Regions from separate parts of the Mus musculus genome. Here regions 2 and 3 are each linked to region 1. A link is a contact called in public Hi-C and HiCAR-type data. All regions are on one chromosome and are shown on one strand. Each heading gives the region's core, a stretch centred on a gene start, on an enhancer-like site or on the middle of the called end of the contact. The rest is flanking DNA. Distances are from core to core; before and after follow the strand shown. Region 1 holds the start of Elavl2 (ELAV like RNA binding protein 1). Region 2 has its middle 140 kb from the start of Gm32035. Region 3 holds the start of Cdkn2a (cyclin dependent kinase inhibitor 2A).

Region 1 (5,063 bases), core at 1,235-3,734:
AATCAGAATTTGAATGATCATGAAAAGACTGTTTATCTAATGCAAGTTTAGGTGCTGAGGATAATTCTTTTTCTTAACTATGAATCAAGAGGTGTTGATTAAAATTTGTGCTTAATTTAGGTGGGATGTTTGCACATAGCCTTCATTAATCGCTAGAAGCACAGTGCACCTTAATGTTTCGAGTTTGGCGTATGAAATTCACAGTGAGATCTGCATCCATATATCACTTGCCATTTTATTTTTAAAAGTCAGAAAAGCAAATGTTGCTTATCTATTTAAAGGTTTTTAAAAGTTAACATCTGTATTATTTAAGGAGTAAGCCACCATTTAAAGATATTTTCAGCTTCCCAGGTAATCTGTGCTATCTACAAAGAAAAGACAACATGTTGAATATAGCAATGTTTTGAAAATATTTCCTCTTCTGCCAAACTGAGACAAAGCATCTATACCGAATGTACAGAATTAAGGAATTTTTGCATTCGAATGAACAGCTTTATTACTTTCCATGTAATGTCTTTATTAGTTTCCACCCATAAAAAGGTACTTGTGCCTTTACCAATGTAAGAATCCCCTTCAAACTGCTACTATTTTATGAATGTATGGAACTAATGCAATATCAGGGTGTGAACATGATCACAAGGAGAAAATATGGTTCATCTCATGCATAAATGAATAAATCAAACAGTAGTGTAGTTTTGTCATTTTTTTCCATGCAGAGGTGGTAGGTGAGAGGAATTGAAGGTATTTGACAAGAAACCCAGTCTGCTGTTATTCATATTTCTATTGTAAACAGGGATGCAGGCTTTCTTATATTTTGGTCTCCTGGCTTCTTTTCTTCAAGCTGCTGTTTTTTCCCTTAATTTGTCTGTAGTTTCACTGGAGACTAGTTAATAGTTTTAAGTTGAAATTAAGCCCCAAGGAGCTATTGTTATATAAAAAGTAGGAGGTGGGAGCTCCAAAATGATAATTCTAAATGGTAATTATACACATAGATTCAGGCCCACTTTTCCTACCCTAGTTGTTGTTATGCAAAATAATATAACTTAGATACTGTTACACAGGTTAAACGGGGGATAAACAGGTCCCCAGTTCTTTACATTAATCATTTATCAAACTCAAGGACGCGCTCAAGGAACACCAATTTCCTTTCCACTTCTAAGTCACTTGCTCTCAGACCATCTTTCTCTTTCCCTCTGACATTCCATCTTCCTGCAATGTTTAATTTCTACCGTTGCCTTTGCTCTCTTACATTATCAAGGACAGTGACTAGTAGCAAATAAACATAGTAGTAAAATAATTTTTGAGAGAAGAGAGATTATGTAAGAAATATATGTACTGTTTAGGAAGTTGAGGCTATCTGTCAAAACTGAAAAATTCCTTGGGAATGAACTAAGTTAGGTGGATATTGTTTCTCATTGTAAATACATCTAGGTAAATTTAGTAATCTCACTTTCACTTAACGGAAGAAATAAGTATGAATAAACCTGCACTTCAGCCTCTTGAATATTACTCAAACATGAGGTTGGAATAAAGAAATCTTCATCTATAAAGCAAAGACATAGACAGCACTTGGTCTACTGATCAAACTTTTGAATTCTCAAAAGAACCTGGTAAAGGCTGAACTATCTTTACTGTCAGCAATCCTTGTGAGGTTCAAGATCTGTATTGCCAGCAAATGCAAAGGAGTGGCTTGTTTTAATTTTATATGTAGCTGCTCTTTTTACCTCCAACTGAAGGACCTTATTTCAATTCATTACCTGTTTTTTTGTTTTTGTTAAGTACGATGTTTTTGCTACCCCCTTTTAACCCTGACATACATTGAAAGCTAGTTCAAACTGTACAGATTCAGTTGAAACCATTTCTATTTCATTCTTATTCTAAAAGGAGAGAGAGAGAGAGAGAGAGAGAGAGAGAGAGAGAAAGAGAGAGAAAGAGGTGGACATATTAAAATAGAGAAACATACACACAGTTACCCAATATCTAATACAGATGTAAAGATTACTGGAACACAAACCAAAAAAGGCATGCGGACAAGTAATGGGTGTACGTTCAAATCCCTCTCAAATCAAAGAGAGGCGCTCTCGATGACTCATACATACCGGACAGTTTACTATTACAAAGAAACATGCCAAAGATGCAGCCGTGAGGGCAAATAAAACGAATCTTTTGGAAGCAGAAAGACTTAAGAGGAAAATAGATGGTGCAATATCGCAAACTCTCATAGTACAGTTCCCTCCCACGTTGCTCTCTCTCTCTCTCTCCCATCTCTTTTTGCTTCTTGCATTTCCCTTCGCCGCCAGTGTTAAGTGTGTACCTCCCGGCACAACTTACCTTGAAACGGGACTCCATTGAGCTCTCAAGAGTGACATAAGTCCCTAGCCAATCACCTAGCAGAGCTTCGCCTGGGCGGCCTCAATAGAAGCGTCTCGCCCAATCAGAAACCTGGGGCGATGAGCATGTTGCGTTGTGGCGCAACTCGGCGTATACTTCCGCGCGTGCTGCCCGGGATAGGACTCTGGCAGAGCAGCTGCACACACGGCAGTGCGGAGGCAGAGAAGGGGTTGGTGATACGGTGCTATAAATCTGTGGTCCAGTCCACCTCCCTTTTAAGACGTCCTCCCCCCTTATTTCTGTTCTCACTTAGAGATGCAGCAGCTTACTCCTGTAGCGACCTACTAAAAAGCAACACGGAGAAAGACATCGTCTTTTTGAAAAAACGTTCTTTCGTCTCTTTTCTTTGTTCCTTGGTTTGTTTTTCTTGCACCTTTTTGTTTAGTTGAACGGCAATAGGAGTAGTCTCTCCGTCTTTTTAAACTCTCTTTTTTAAGTTTCCCCTCCCCTTTCATATTTTTTTTCATCATTTCTTTTAGCATTGGACTTTGGGGTCGAAAGCATTTCTTTTTATTTGCTTCTTTTAAGCCGAGCACAGTTTAGGTTTCGTGCTGTCTTAAGAGAACTATCCAGCAGCTTCTTGCTCATCCTTATTGGGAGAAGTGCACCGTTACTTTAAAAATACACATACACAAAAACCTTAAGGGAGAAAGGTAAGTTTCGGTTTGGTTTCTTTAATCATTAGTTGCAGCGATGCGCTGGCAAACCCAGAAAACCTGTAAGTGAGCGGAATACAGAATGTGAAGTTAATTGCACATGTTTGCCTCATTTCAAAGCGACTGCTTTGCTTTTTTTTATTTTTATTTTTATTTTTTTTATTCTTGAGAGCCAGACTAGAAGACAGTGGACGCATGCTTAACGTACTGAATATTCGAAAATGTCACTTGATAGAAACTTAAGTGGTAAATGTGGTCAAGATCCAGCAGGCTACAATGGGAGGCTACATGTTCAGTGAGCTTCGGGGTTGAGGTTGGAAGTTCATTTCGTGGGAAGAGAGGGATAACTTGAATGTTGGAGGGGAATGCATGCCTCTACTTTCGCAAAGGAATCGGAGGACTGGGGAAATCAGAAGCCCTGGACTTACTTGCAGATTAGACCAGTGGGGAAAATCCTCAGCTTAATTGCATTAACTAGATAGCGTGTGCCGGGGAGATGGGATTGCCAGATGGAATTTAGATGCTGCACCAGGCAGCGAGTTGTAGTTGCCTGGAAAAAGTACATACAGCCTAAGGGCTGGGGCTGGGCTGGGGCTGGGGTAAGGTTAGAAGCTGTCAAAACTCATCATTGCCAGAATTGAGGACTCTGATTCACGGATTCCAATGATTGTAATTCAGATTTTAAAGAAGACTGCCAATTTGGGGCCGAATCTTTGAGCCTATACCGGATATGAGATTCCCTTTGTTCAGAAAAGCGTAAATAAGATCCTTGGAGCCGTGAGTGTGAAGTGGCAGCTGCTTGGGAGCCTCGCGGTGCTGGGCGCTGGGCAGTGGATTCCAAGCCCTGTCCTTGGTCCTACGCAGCGGAGCCCGCCTTCCGGGAAAGGGAGACTCACTGGCAGCCGCGAGGCATCGCAGCTACCCAGGGAGCTGAGTCGGCTGTATAGCCCTCAGCCCCTCCTCGCAGCTCCCCTTCCTCGAGTAGCTATTGTTAAAACTGACGCCAGGAGAAAGATGGTTGGGGACGAGACTCTGGGCAGACAGGCACACGCTTCATTTTAACTTTTGTGATTTCTCCGGGTGCAGGGGAAAACAGCCGGCTTTCTACTGCGAAAGAGCGAATCCGGGTAGACGTGGGAAAGGGGGAGGATGCTCGCCGGGCGGCGAGGGCGGGGGAGGTGGTGGCGGACCGAGGTGCTGGCTTTGCCTCGGAGAAGTTTAAATTATCGGCACGAGGGGGTGTGGGCGAATGTGTGCGTGCGAGCGCCGAGTGGTGCTCGAGACGCAAAGTATGGGGGCAAGCTACAAAGCTGGCCCGGGTTGTTCATCTCTCGCAGCTCCCTACCCCACCCACAGGCTGGTTCCAAAAGCTAGCGCTCTGCCACCCCCCCCCTTCCCCGACTCTGCCTAGGGCGTGTGTATGGGGGGGGGGGGGAGTAGGGATGGCAAGGTGGCAGTGCCCACCCTGTACCTCTGTGGCAGACAGGACTTCTCGTGGCCATTGTTGCTTAATTTATGCCCAGCACGTTGCTACGTGCCCACCTATTTCACGTCTATAAAGAATTAATAGGAAGGCTGTACAACTGTGGCAGATTGGAGGGTGGATGCGTTCCCCATTTTCCATTTTCAGGTATCTGTTACCAAAACAGACGTGGAGATTGGTTATCTTCTCTACCTCCTAACTACAGCTCCAGGTCTGCCTTTATTGTGGTGAGGGTGAGAAAAATAATCAGCCATTTAGTGTTTACGCTAACGCTGATGGACAGAGATGAATGTCCGAGCACTTCGTCCCTTAAATGGACGGGTTCTGCCCCTTCCCCCACTCATGTACACACATTCTATTTGGCTAAGATTCTAAACCTGCAACATTTCTCCACGACCTTATTTATTAGAGCTATTCCTAAGATAGTGGGGTAGGACGTGCGTATGTTTTATTTTTCTGGGCCTACTATTAATTGCAACCTAAAAAGATAGGCTTAAAATGAAGGAGAATTGGAGGGGTTACAAGGTAGACAA
Region 2 (5,063 bases), core at 994-3,493, 2.6 Mb before region 1:
AGCTGAGTCTTTTCTCCAAATCCCTGTGCAAGATGCTTAAATCTGTTCTTTCCATGTCTGTAAACTTGACATCTGCTTTTATGTTTGGGGAGGTGGTGATAGTTATTTGATTAGTTAATTTAAAGTGAAGCCTAACTCTTTCTCCTCTTGGGAATATACTGGCCACCACCAGGCATTTGCCTCTGCTCTTGTAGAGCAGGCTTTCCAGGGGCAGGCGTGGCTGGCTGATTTGTTTCAAAGCCTTCCTGGGAACATAGAGCTATTTATTAGAATGCCCTGGTTATCTATAGAGTAAGCGGTGCTATTACAGATCTGCTTAAAAGATGGATTATCAGATTACACCCTTTTTATGTAAATGTAGCCTCAATTCTAGTTCTTAGTTAAGACTTTCCAGTGGATTTATTTTGTTTGGAATTACTAAAAGGTATTATAACTCAGAGGCTACAGATGCAATACATTGTTGAAGACTGTTCTCTAATTTGGGAGTCTGGCGTGTTCTTGCTGGAGTCGAAGCAATTGAACAAACCGAGGAGACAATCCATGGTACCATTACATACACAGGATAATAAAAAGCATGCTGTGAGTTTATTTTAAAATTGTGTGTATGGCTGCAGTTAGATTGCTCACTACGGATTTTAACATAGCTGAAAATCTGTCCTCCAGAGATTTGTTTTTTATTCCTCTTGAAAATTCCATAAAGTTCTTTGACTACCTGAGTCTTCCTCTTATGCATTCTTTTTCAGTTCTATGTTTTCTTAGTTTATCAAATGCCATCACTCCTTAACCTATACAATAATTCCACTGTATTATTCCATGGTTAAAACCTTTCAACTCATTTTCTTTGTACTTGAAAATATGCATTTTACCTTTTTCTTAGAGATGGTAAAGAACCTGAGTTTGGAACGGAATAATGGGTTTTTTTTTTCTTTCTTAGAGTTACTCTCAGTAACTAAATGCTTTCTGTAAAAAAATTTTAAAAATCTAATATATAAGATACCAGGGTGACACCATTAGATAATTATAGCATGTTTAAATCTCATGTTTTTTTTTTCTTTTTCATTTTGGTTGTTGCTATGGTCAGCAAATGGACCCTGGAATCCCTTGCAAGCTATACTCACCCATCTGACTGTAGTAGGATACTGTAATAGGCAAATAACAGAGAAAACCAGTGACTTAGTCGATGTGACCACATTAAAATAGAAACAAAGAGGTGTAGTGACACCTCTTCATCTCCCCTCTATCCTCGAAGTCCTGACATGAGGTTTAGTTTTAAGTAGAGTGTAAAAGATATGCACATTTAAACAGTCTTGTCTGTCCATCATTGTCTGGACTTCATATTCTCCTGATGAGTTGCCAGAATTGTGTGAAATTCCTTTCCTAGAGATAAGTTTCTTCTCTGGCTGGTACCAGACTGCAGCCTTTTCCTTCTCTCTGTGTAAGACTACTGGGGACACTCTAATTTCTTGGGAGTCCATTTATCAATAGTTTGAGAGACAAAGGGAGCCACATGGTGTCCCTCCTTAGACTACCCTCGGTACTGCCACGACAGTCACACTCTGAGAAGCATCTGAGTTCTTTAAGCCAAAAAGCAGAGCCTTATTTCTGGGTTTCTTTGTGGGCAAATGTTACCTCAAAGCCTTCCAGATCTTGCAGTCCATGAGCTGCCCTGACCACTCTTGACAGTGAGAGCAGTGTCAAAATTAAAAGTTTTAAAACAAAATGTTAGAAGCTAAATCGTCTTTTAATTGAAAGTATATATATTTTCTTTTAAAAACAGTCTAGAAAGACTGTTTTTGTGTTGAGTTTGTATTATTTAATTGTGTGTGTGTGTGTGTGTGTGTCCTGTTACTCGATTCTCTTTTTCTATTCTGACTGGTTGGGACAGGTGCTGGAATGTTTAGCTAAGAAGGTTACAGCTTCCCATCTGTTTTAATGCCTCTGCACTGATACTACCAGTCCTGCTCTTTTAACAAAGAAGTGCATCACTTTTCCAACAGAGGGCAGTGTTACCTAAAACAATAAGCCCTCACCAAGTCCCAGGATTTGGAAGTGTCCTCTGCGAGGAGTTGAAAGGACACGGGGAAACAATTTCTTTCTTTCATTCCTGGTTTTGTAGCTTTGACCACAGTTGCCATTTTTAAAAAATGAAAACTATATAAAAAAAAACTCTCCTAAGTGTCCCTGACCTCCAAGGAAGAAACTGAGAAAATAAAGGCAGCATGCATAGAGGGTAGGTTCTGGTTATGCTGACCGGAGAATTACAAAACCCTGCCCTTGGCTGCCTCAGCCACCTTCAGCCTGTTATGTGGACGTTTGGCTTTGAGAAAAAGGAAGGGTCCGTGAGGCCGTACCACAGACTACATCAGGTGGTGTTCCTTTTGTGCGTTTTCTGAACATGCTTGGTGCTTCTGGTTTCCTGATGGAAAAGGAGCTTGGCTCCATTTGTAAATTAGGATACACAGTTTGGCATATGTGCCTTTAAACATTAAAGGATGCTCAATTTTCAGCACTGAGTTTTGATATCATCTTCTTAGTCAGGAATACTTGGTTAATGTCAGGAAACACATGTTTGTTAAATGTTTACTTCCTTTCTGGGATTACAACCATACGCAACTTATCCCATGTAATTGTTATGACATGTTTAAGAGGTTGAGAGAGTTCACCTTTTCTTATAGAAGAAGAGGATTGCAAGAAAAGTTGAGCAATATCAAATCAGCTGGCGGCAGAGGTAAGCAGTGAACTCATCTCTCATGTGAGACTCACTCTGTCACTGACTAACAGACTGGCTCTAGGAAACCTTGAATAGATGAGTTATTGTAGTTCAGAATGATAGAAAATGGTATCTCAACATAGTGGATCAGACATAAGTACATACATGGTCAGTGGTTTTCCGTCTTGCCTAATTTGTGTTTGTGTGCATGTGTGTGTATGTGTGTGCACAAAGGTGTGGAGGCCAGAGGATAGCATTGGGTGTTTGGCTTTAGGTGTCATCATCAGCCACAAGTGCATCAAGAACAAGAACAACAATTACAAAAAAGAAAAGTGAAGGAAAAACAAATAAGCAAACCTACTCTCTTATACCAGCTTGGAACTCAACAAATAGGCTGGGCTGGATGGAGTGAGGCCCAGGTATTCACCTGCCTCTATACACCCAGCACTGGGATTATAATGCAAGCCACGACATCTGACTTTTCATAGGAGTTCTAAGGATCACACTCAGGCCTTTATGGTTGTAAGGCAAGCACTTTTCTAACTGAACTATCACTGTGGTTTCTCCTTTCCTTAATCTTTACATTTCTTGCAGTCGTTAAAAATTGGACATTTTAGAACATCTTTTCAGCCTTACCCGAAAAGGCTAATAGCAATCCCCCCCCCCCCCCCCCAGAAAAGACATTTTAAAAGACATTTTAAATCTCTCTCTATATATACCTTTAGCCCTTGTGTTGTTAAAAGTTCAAAATGCCTGCTTATCATTTGGGTTTTCTTGATAGATAAAACAGTAACGAAATGCCTGGAGAAGGGGAAGTTGACCTGAAGGGCAACTTCTGAAAGAACACCATCCAGATCACCACAGAAGTACCCAACCAGAGAGGCAAGAGGGCCTTCCTAAAAGACTGGCTGTTCTTGCAAAAGTCCTAGTGAGTCACAGGGGCCAGGCCAGGGTCCTGGGCTTCTAGAGGAAATAGACATGATCTCACTAAGACCCTTCATCACACACCAGCCCACTAGACAGCAAGGCTGACTGCAGTAGCCTCTCCACTGCCTCAGTCTGATTTCCAAAAACAGAACGACCTGCCTCGAGAAGAGTATTATTAGCAGCACAGAGAGACTCTCATCTTTTTTTCTTTCCATTTTTTTTCCATAATGAGTAAACACAGAGGTCCAGGCAGTCAAAGGTGCCAGCCTACACAAGTGTTTTCAAAGCCATCTCTGAAACGAACACTGGGGTGCTGTGTCTCATAACCCTACACAAAACTGACGGTAGCCAGCTGTTTTCTGAGCTAAACACTTTCCTGAAGAGCCAAAAGCCAGGAGGCAAAAAGGGAGAATGTGAAAATAACTCCTCTCCTCCCAAACCGCAGATGACAGATCAGCCAGAAAGGACCCTGGAGGAAACAGAAGTCAATGAGGCAAAAGTCCTTGCAAATGACCCTGGCTGCTTCTCTCTCCTGCTGCAGAGACGATCCACCCAAATGGCCTTTTAGCAGCGCGGCATCGGAACGCCGTCTCTTCGGTTAGCATACTATACTATACTTGCTCTCAATTGTGAAATGATTAGATCTTAGAGCATCGATCTCAGAGTGTAGGTATTTTCTTACAGCATTTATCTTCTTCCGTTTTCTATGTCTGTCTCTTTCCTGAAATATGGGAAGTCAGGAAGACTTTAAACAGTCTAATCCTCACTTTCATGGATTCGGTGGACTTTCTAGACTAACCCTGGGGACTAGTCTTCTCAGGGCTAGAGATTTACTGTTGTTTAAAGTGTGATACATTGGGTGTGGGAAGAAGCATTGAATAGGAAGCTAACAAAACTGAAATGAAAGGACCACTAATTTCAAGGCTCTGTCTGGTTCCGGTTGACTTATGAGGGGGGAGGTGGATATGATGAGGGCAGCCATTTTAGTGGAGATATGACATGGGCAGGCATTTTATTTACTAATACGTCATGAGGTGTATTTTTCAGCTGTATTTAAAAGATGATCTGGAAGCTACTGTGAAAACGGGTTTGAGAACTAAAGGATGTTATAGAAAATATGATTTTGAATCACTCTTGTGAGGCTATTGGGCTTTGAAATGTGGCAAAGAGGTATGCTTTGAAAGCATAGGTCTAGGAAATCATTTTAGACTTGGATTGAGTTAAAATCATACTGCCATGCGTAATTCCATGCTCTTTCGGGTGAAGGAGCATCGGAGGACCCTTATGTGGTACTGACCTTTGTGCTACTGGCTCTTCAGTTTCTAGGTTAGTTGTCCTTTGATGCTCTTAGGTCTTCAACTTCACATATGTGTGACCATGTAGCAGCAGTGTTTTTGCATTCATAAGATAATATGATAGTAACCAA
Region 3 (5,063 bases), core at 1,210-3,709, 2.1 Mb after region 1:
GTATTTTTCTGTAGTAGGAAATCAGTGTAGTTTTTAAAACCAAAAAGTATTGTTATTAATCTATCTTTGATCTCAAACAATTTCAATGACCTAGTATAGTGATTTCTACGGAAAGCCCTGCAATTTACTCAAAGCAGTTTTTAAATATTGTTTTAAAAGTGTGTGTGTGTGTGTGTGTGTGTGTGTGTGTGTGTGTGGTGTTAAAGTCATTTTCAAACCCCTCACAATGTCTTGAATGTGACATTTGAGTCATTTATGGTAACTTATAACTCCTTTGAAGAAGTTATTCAGAATTGAGGTTCCAGACACACAAATGCACAATACACCATTTTTCCTTCCAGTTAACAATCAGAGGGCAACACTTATTTTTAAAGGAAAATCGACTCCATAAGGGACTTTATAAAGGGGTAGACATAAACCAGTATCAGGGATAAACTCTCCGTTCCCCTGTTTAACCTAATTTTCCCAGGGCCATCCTGGAATACGAATTTTCTCTTGAAATACAGTCAAAGAAAAAGTGGTAGGCTACAGAGCAGAGGAAACACTGGACACAGCGACCCACCCCAGAGTCACTTCCCTTAATCTAATGACTAGGTTTTTTCTGAAAGTTATTTTGTTAGAACACAGGAACTTTTGCGACCACAGTGATGCTTTTAGAGGGTTGAATCCTCAAAAAGAAAATTAATCGCAACTAGTAGAAGGGAGATTACTTATTGATTCTTATAACTTCTGCAGGAATACACAGTTATGAGTTAGGGCAAAGAGAAAATTGACTTTTAATATTCTCTATCACTAACATGAGAGAACATGTATGTGTTCCAAAATAATTTTTATTTATTGAAAACCCGCTATATACCTGGATTTTCACAGAATATTCATTACTCTCCAAAATGGCCTTTTCTAGGTGAATTTTATTTTCCTTACAGACCTCAAGAAGTTTACATAATTTACTTAAACCTGAGGAGAGAGAACAAAGCCTCAGAAAATTTACATAGTTTATTTAAACTAAACTCAGCTTGCTTGGTAGCAGCTTCTAATCCCAGCAGTTAAAGAGACAGAAGCAGGGCCAACCTGGGGTATAATATAAGGTGAGACTCTCCTTTCTTTCTCTCTGTCTCTGTCTGTCTCTGTCTCTGTGTGTGTGTGTGTGTGTGTGTGTGTGTGTGTGTGTCTCCTCTCTCTCTCTCTCTCTCTCTCTCTCTCTCTCTCTGTCTCTCTCTCCCTCCCCCTCCCTCCCTCTCCCCCTCCTCTCTCCCTCCCTCTCCCTCCCCCCCCCCCACACATTTGAATTCGTGGAGTTGGTAAATGAGGGGTCAGTTCTCTGTCTGTCTGTAGTTTTGTGTCCACAGGATATGACTGACATTCTCACCACACACATACAAAGTCAAAAATAGCTGTGGCCATATAAAGAATATGGGGAGAGAAAATTATTCAAAATCTGCAGAAAATAATGCCAGGCCTTTAATCCTGGCACCCAGGAGGCAGAAGGGAGACAGAGTTCTGAGTTTATGCTGAGTTCCAGGAGTGGAAGAAAGGGCCATTGCCTTTCTGGTGAGGACTGTCTTTTTAAATCCTCCCTTCTGTCCAGTACTGGTAACTCTGCCCAAAGCGTGTTCTTCTTCCTGCCTCACAAGATTGCAAAGACGTTTTTAACGAACAATTTAAACCGGTGCAACGTTTATGCGCAGCACACCAACTCATTTAAACAAACAACAGCCCCATAAAATAGAAATACTTTATAAGCAGATTGCCCTCCGATGACTTCACCCCGTCACTTTTTTATAGTTGTGTACAGAATCCTAGCACTGATACAGCAACATCAGAAATGTTTCTGCAAATCCTTCGCAAAGATTCGGATTTCATACTGGGCGTGGTACCCTCCAAAATGAGTTGTTTGAGCTAGGGTTGTTGGGATCTCAGCTTGGCGAAGTTGTAGCTCTTTCTTCTGAATAAAAGATGACACAATTTTCTGCTAAGATGTTAAATACCTTAAGTTTCAGTGTAGTGATGAAAATTACCCTCCTTCGTTTTTCTAATACCTGGGTGTTGCACTGGGGAGGAAGGAGAGATTTCGAGAAGGACTAGTTCACTTTCTCAGAAGACACGTGTGCACTTCTTTGCTGTGCGGGTCCAGAAGGAGCCCAGCGTGTCAAAGGGTGACCAGGCATGGGGGAGGGGTGTTAGCGTGGGTAGCAGGCGGGGGCTGTCCGATCCTTTAGCGCTGTTTCAACGCCCAGCTCTCCTCCTGAACCCTGCATCTCTTCTGTAGTCCGGGCTCCATCCCTTTCCCCTCCCCCATCCGGAGGTGGGGGGAACAGCAGTGTTTTCAGGGGTGTTCAATTCATGCTATATTCAGGGCAAATAGCGCCACCTATGGCGGGCTGTGGAGCCAGGTCAGGAGCAGAGTGTGGCTCCCCCCCCCCCCCACACCATCCTCAGAGGAAGGAAGGAGGGACCCACTGGTCACACGACTGGGCGATTGGGCGGGCACTGAATCTCCGCGAGGAAAGCGAACTCGAGGAGAGCCATCTGGAGCAGCATGGAGTCCGCTGCAGACAGACTGGCCAGGGCGGCGGCCCAGGGCCGTGTGCATGACGTGCGGGCACTGCTGGAAGCCGGGGTTTCGCCCAACGCCCCGAACTCTTTCGGTCGTACCCCGATTCAGGTAGGCAAGGAGTGTCCCATCTGCAGTCGGGTAACTTTTGTTCAGGAAGAGATAACATTTCAATTACCATTTGAAATGCATACCCCAGATATTTTTGTTTGTTTGTTTGTTTTTGTTGTTGCTGCTGCCCACCGGAGCCACCCATTAAACTAACTTGTTATAGTGAAACCATTTTGGCATCGAGTTTTCAGTGTCTTATTTTTGAGAAGTCTTGTTTCTCCCATCTACTGTCAGCTGATTAATTCTGGTCTTGCTTTTACCAGATTACTAAGTTTCAGCCTAAAAGGAGTCCTGGCCCTAGAAATGTCTGTAACTATCCTTTCTAACTCTAACAAAGAAAATTCCCGTGAAACAAATGTGCATTCCAGAGCCTGTGCATAATAAGCTGAAGAAAAAGAACATCGGTTTCAACTTGACTAAAAAGGCTGGAAGGTGCCTTCTGAAACTGCAACATAGACTATATTTTACACACTTTAAATCACAGAATAAAAATAAACAAACGAGTTTGGGACCTTGAGATCATTTGCAAGTCAAGCGTGGAAACCTCTTTGATTCTAGACAGGTTGGGTGGTTGTGCGAGATAAATGTGAACCTTTTAAAATAACGTGTCTATAGTTTGCAGTTTAACATTTGCAGTGTTACCAGTTGCTGAGAAGTTTGCCTTTGGAGTCCTAAAATATGTAAGAGAGGACCGTATTCATTGAATACAGAAAAGTTAAGAAAGTTGGGTAGATAGTTTTAACGGGGAAGGAGGAAGTTGGTTTGGTTTCAGAGCCATAACCCATTTGATGTTCAGGCAGAAATGCTGGGGGGGGGGGAGGAGAGGAGAGGAGAGGAGAGGAGAGGAGGAAGAGGAGGAGGAGGAGGAGGAGGAGAGAGGGGAGGGGAGGGGAGGGGAGATAAGCCTAGAAGAGAGAAGAGAAGAGAAGAGAAGAGAAGAGAAGAGAAGAGAAGAGAAGAGAAGAGAAGAGAAGAGAAGAGAAGAGAAGAGGAAAAATAAGCCAGGCTGGTTTTTTTGGGGGTGTTTGTTTGTTTGTTTTTTAATCCCAGAATCAAGAGACAGAGGCAAACTAATCTTTTCAGTTCTAGGTCAGCAGGGATGACATAGAGAAAACCCTGTATAGAAACACCTCCCCCCTAACAAAAGAAGAGTAGAAAGAAAATAACAAAACAAAAAAACCCAAGGTACTTTCTTAAAGGATTTAGTATTCATTTTATTTTTGCTATTTCAACTTTTCCATACCATAAAAGATGTGAGCATTTTTTTTCCTATCACAGGGTTTCCCCTTCTACCTTTATTATTTTTTTATTCTCCCCAACTCCCTCCCCAACCCTTCTACTTTCCCTCCCAGGTCCCTCCCTCCCTCCCCACTTGTGATTGCTTTCTTCAGATGTGAGCAATTTTTAAAACCAATTTTATGAGCAAGATGGAGGTCTTCAACACACAGTATTGTTACTTTCTCTTTTCTGTAGTTCCTTTACAGTTTTGCTGAAACCTAAGTTAGTTTTACTTTCTTCGGAGAATGATTCAGCAATACTAGTGCAATTATATTATCTTCATTATTTTATATGTGTATATATATATGAGAGAGAGAGAAATTCATCTTAGAAATCACACATAATTCTGAGTGCCTACGTCCACTGCCTTCCCTCTCTTCTCTGCCTCCATCAGCACTGAATAAGAGATGTCTGAAGTTATAAAACCATCTGTGGCCAACAAAACCGTGTTGGATGAGCTGATGACACTCCAGCCCCTCTACCACACACACACACACACACACACACACACACACACACACACACACACACACACACGGAACACATGGGAGGAGAAGGGAGGGAGGGAGGGATGATGGACTTTTGAGGAGTTGAGAGAGCACAGAACCGCAAAGTGATTAGATCTTCCTCTTAGAAGCCAGAAGTTCCTGAAGGTTTATCAAGGTCCACTCTTCAGGCTTGTTCTAGTGGCAAACTTCTTGGCTTTCCATGTGGATTGTTTTTTGTTTCTTTTTTTGTTTGTTTGGTTTTTTTGGCAATGTGTGCAAGACTGTTGTTGCTAATACGGTTCTTGAGAAGACTCCTGAGGCTAAAACTTTCAACAGGAGAGGAGGAGGAGATGGCAGCTGAAGCGGTGGGTAAACAGAAGCAGGGACCTGAGGAGAAGGAAGTGTGCCTGAGATTGTAGCACTAGGAGCAAGACTTGTTCCTGAGGCAAGTTGCCAGGGTGGTTGTTATTATTCATACAGGAGACACAGGTAGCAGGGCATCAATTACATTAGTGTAACATTGTCCTTAACTTCCTATAGTCTGAGTGCAGATTCCAAACCTATGCTCAAGTTTATTCCAGTATCAGCAAAAGTTTCTTTATTCTTAGCCCTAGATAAAATTAGTTCAAAAA

Evidence for each region. Hi-C and Micro-C count contacts between places; a contact is called where the count stands out from the background. HiCAR-type assays count read pairs that join an accessible place to other places.
Region 2: a Hi-C map of the N1E-115 cell line shows a contact between it and region 1, with 9 times the contacts expected there. The contact joins the enhancer-like site here to the promoter of Elavl2 in region 1. A contact is called at or near these places in 4 of 484 Hi-C or Micro-C datasets (the N1E-115 cell line, cerebral cortex and cortical neurons) and 6 of 115 datasets of contacts at active chromatin or transcription factors (SST interneurons, astrocytes, embryonic forebrain and 3 more).
Region 3: a HiCAR-type map of astrocytes shows a contact between it and region 1, with 2.8 times the contacts expected there. The contact joins the promoter of Cdkn2a here to the promoter of Elavl2 in region 1. A contact is called at or near these places in 5 of 39 promoter capture datasets (cranial neural crest, frontonasal cranial neural crest, hippocampal neurons and 2 more), 1 of 484 Hi-C or Micro-C datasets (cranial neural crest), 1 of 115 datasets of contacts at active chromatin or transcription factors (astrocytes) and 1 of 9 other capture datasets (embryonic stem cells).

The regions. Positions count from the first base shown.
Region 1 is chr4:91,373,917-91,378,979 of GRCm38.p6, reverse strand. Elavl2 (ELAV like RNA binding protein 1) reads left to right here and starts at 2,484. Exons shown (of 8, transcript NM_001347149.2): 1 at 2,484-3,044.
Region 2 is chr4:94,004,506-94,009,568 of GRCm38.p6, reverse strand. No RefSeq gene overlaps it. Among named protein-coding and RNA genes, the nearest start is that of Gm32035, 140 kb to the right of the region's middle. Within about 2 kb of position 2,243, at least 14 of the 459 cell types and tissues checked have an H3K27ac peak or open chromatin away from gene starts, as enhancers often do. A contact at or near this core is called in the N1E-115 cell line and SST interneurons, where this site is marked.
Region 3 is chr4:89,279,588-89,284,650 of GRCm38.p6, reverse strand. Cdkn2a (cyclin dependent kinase inhibitor 2A) reads left to right here and starts at 2,459. Exons shown (of 3, transcript NM_001040654.1): 1 at 2,459-2,665. The coding sequence starts at 2,540.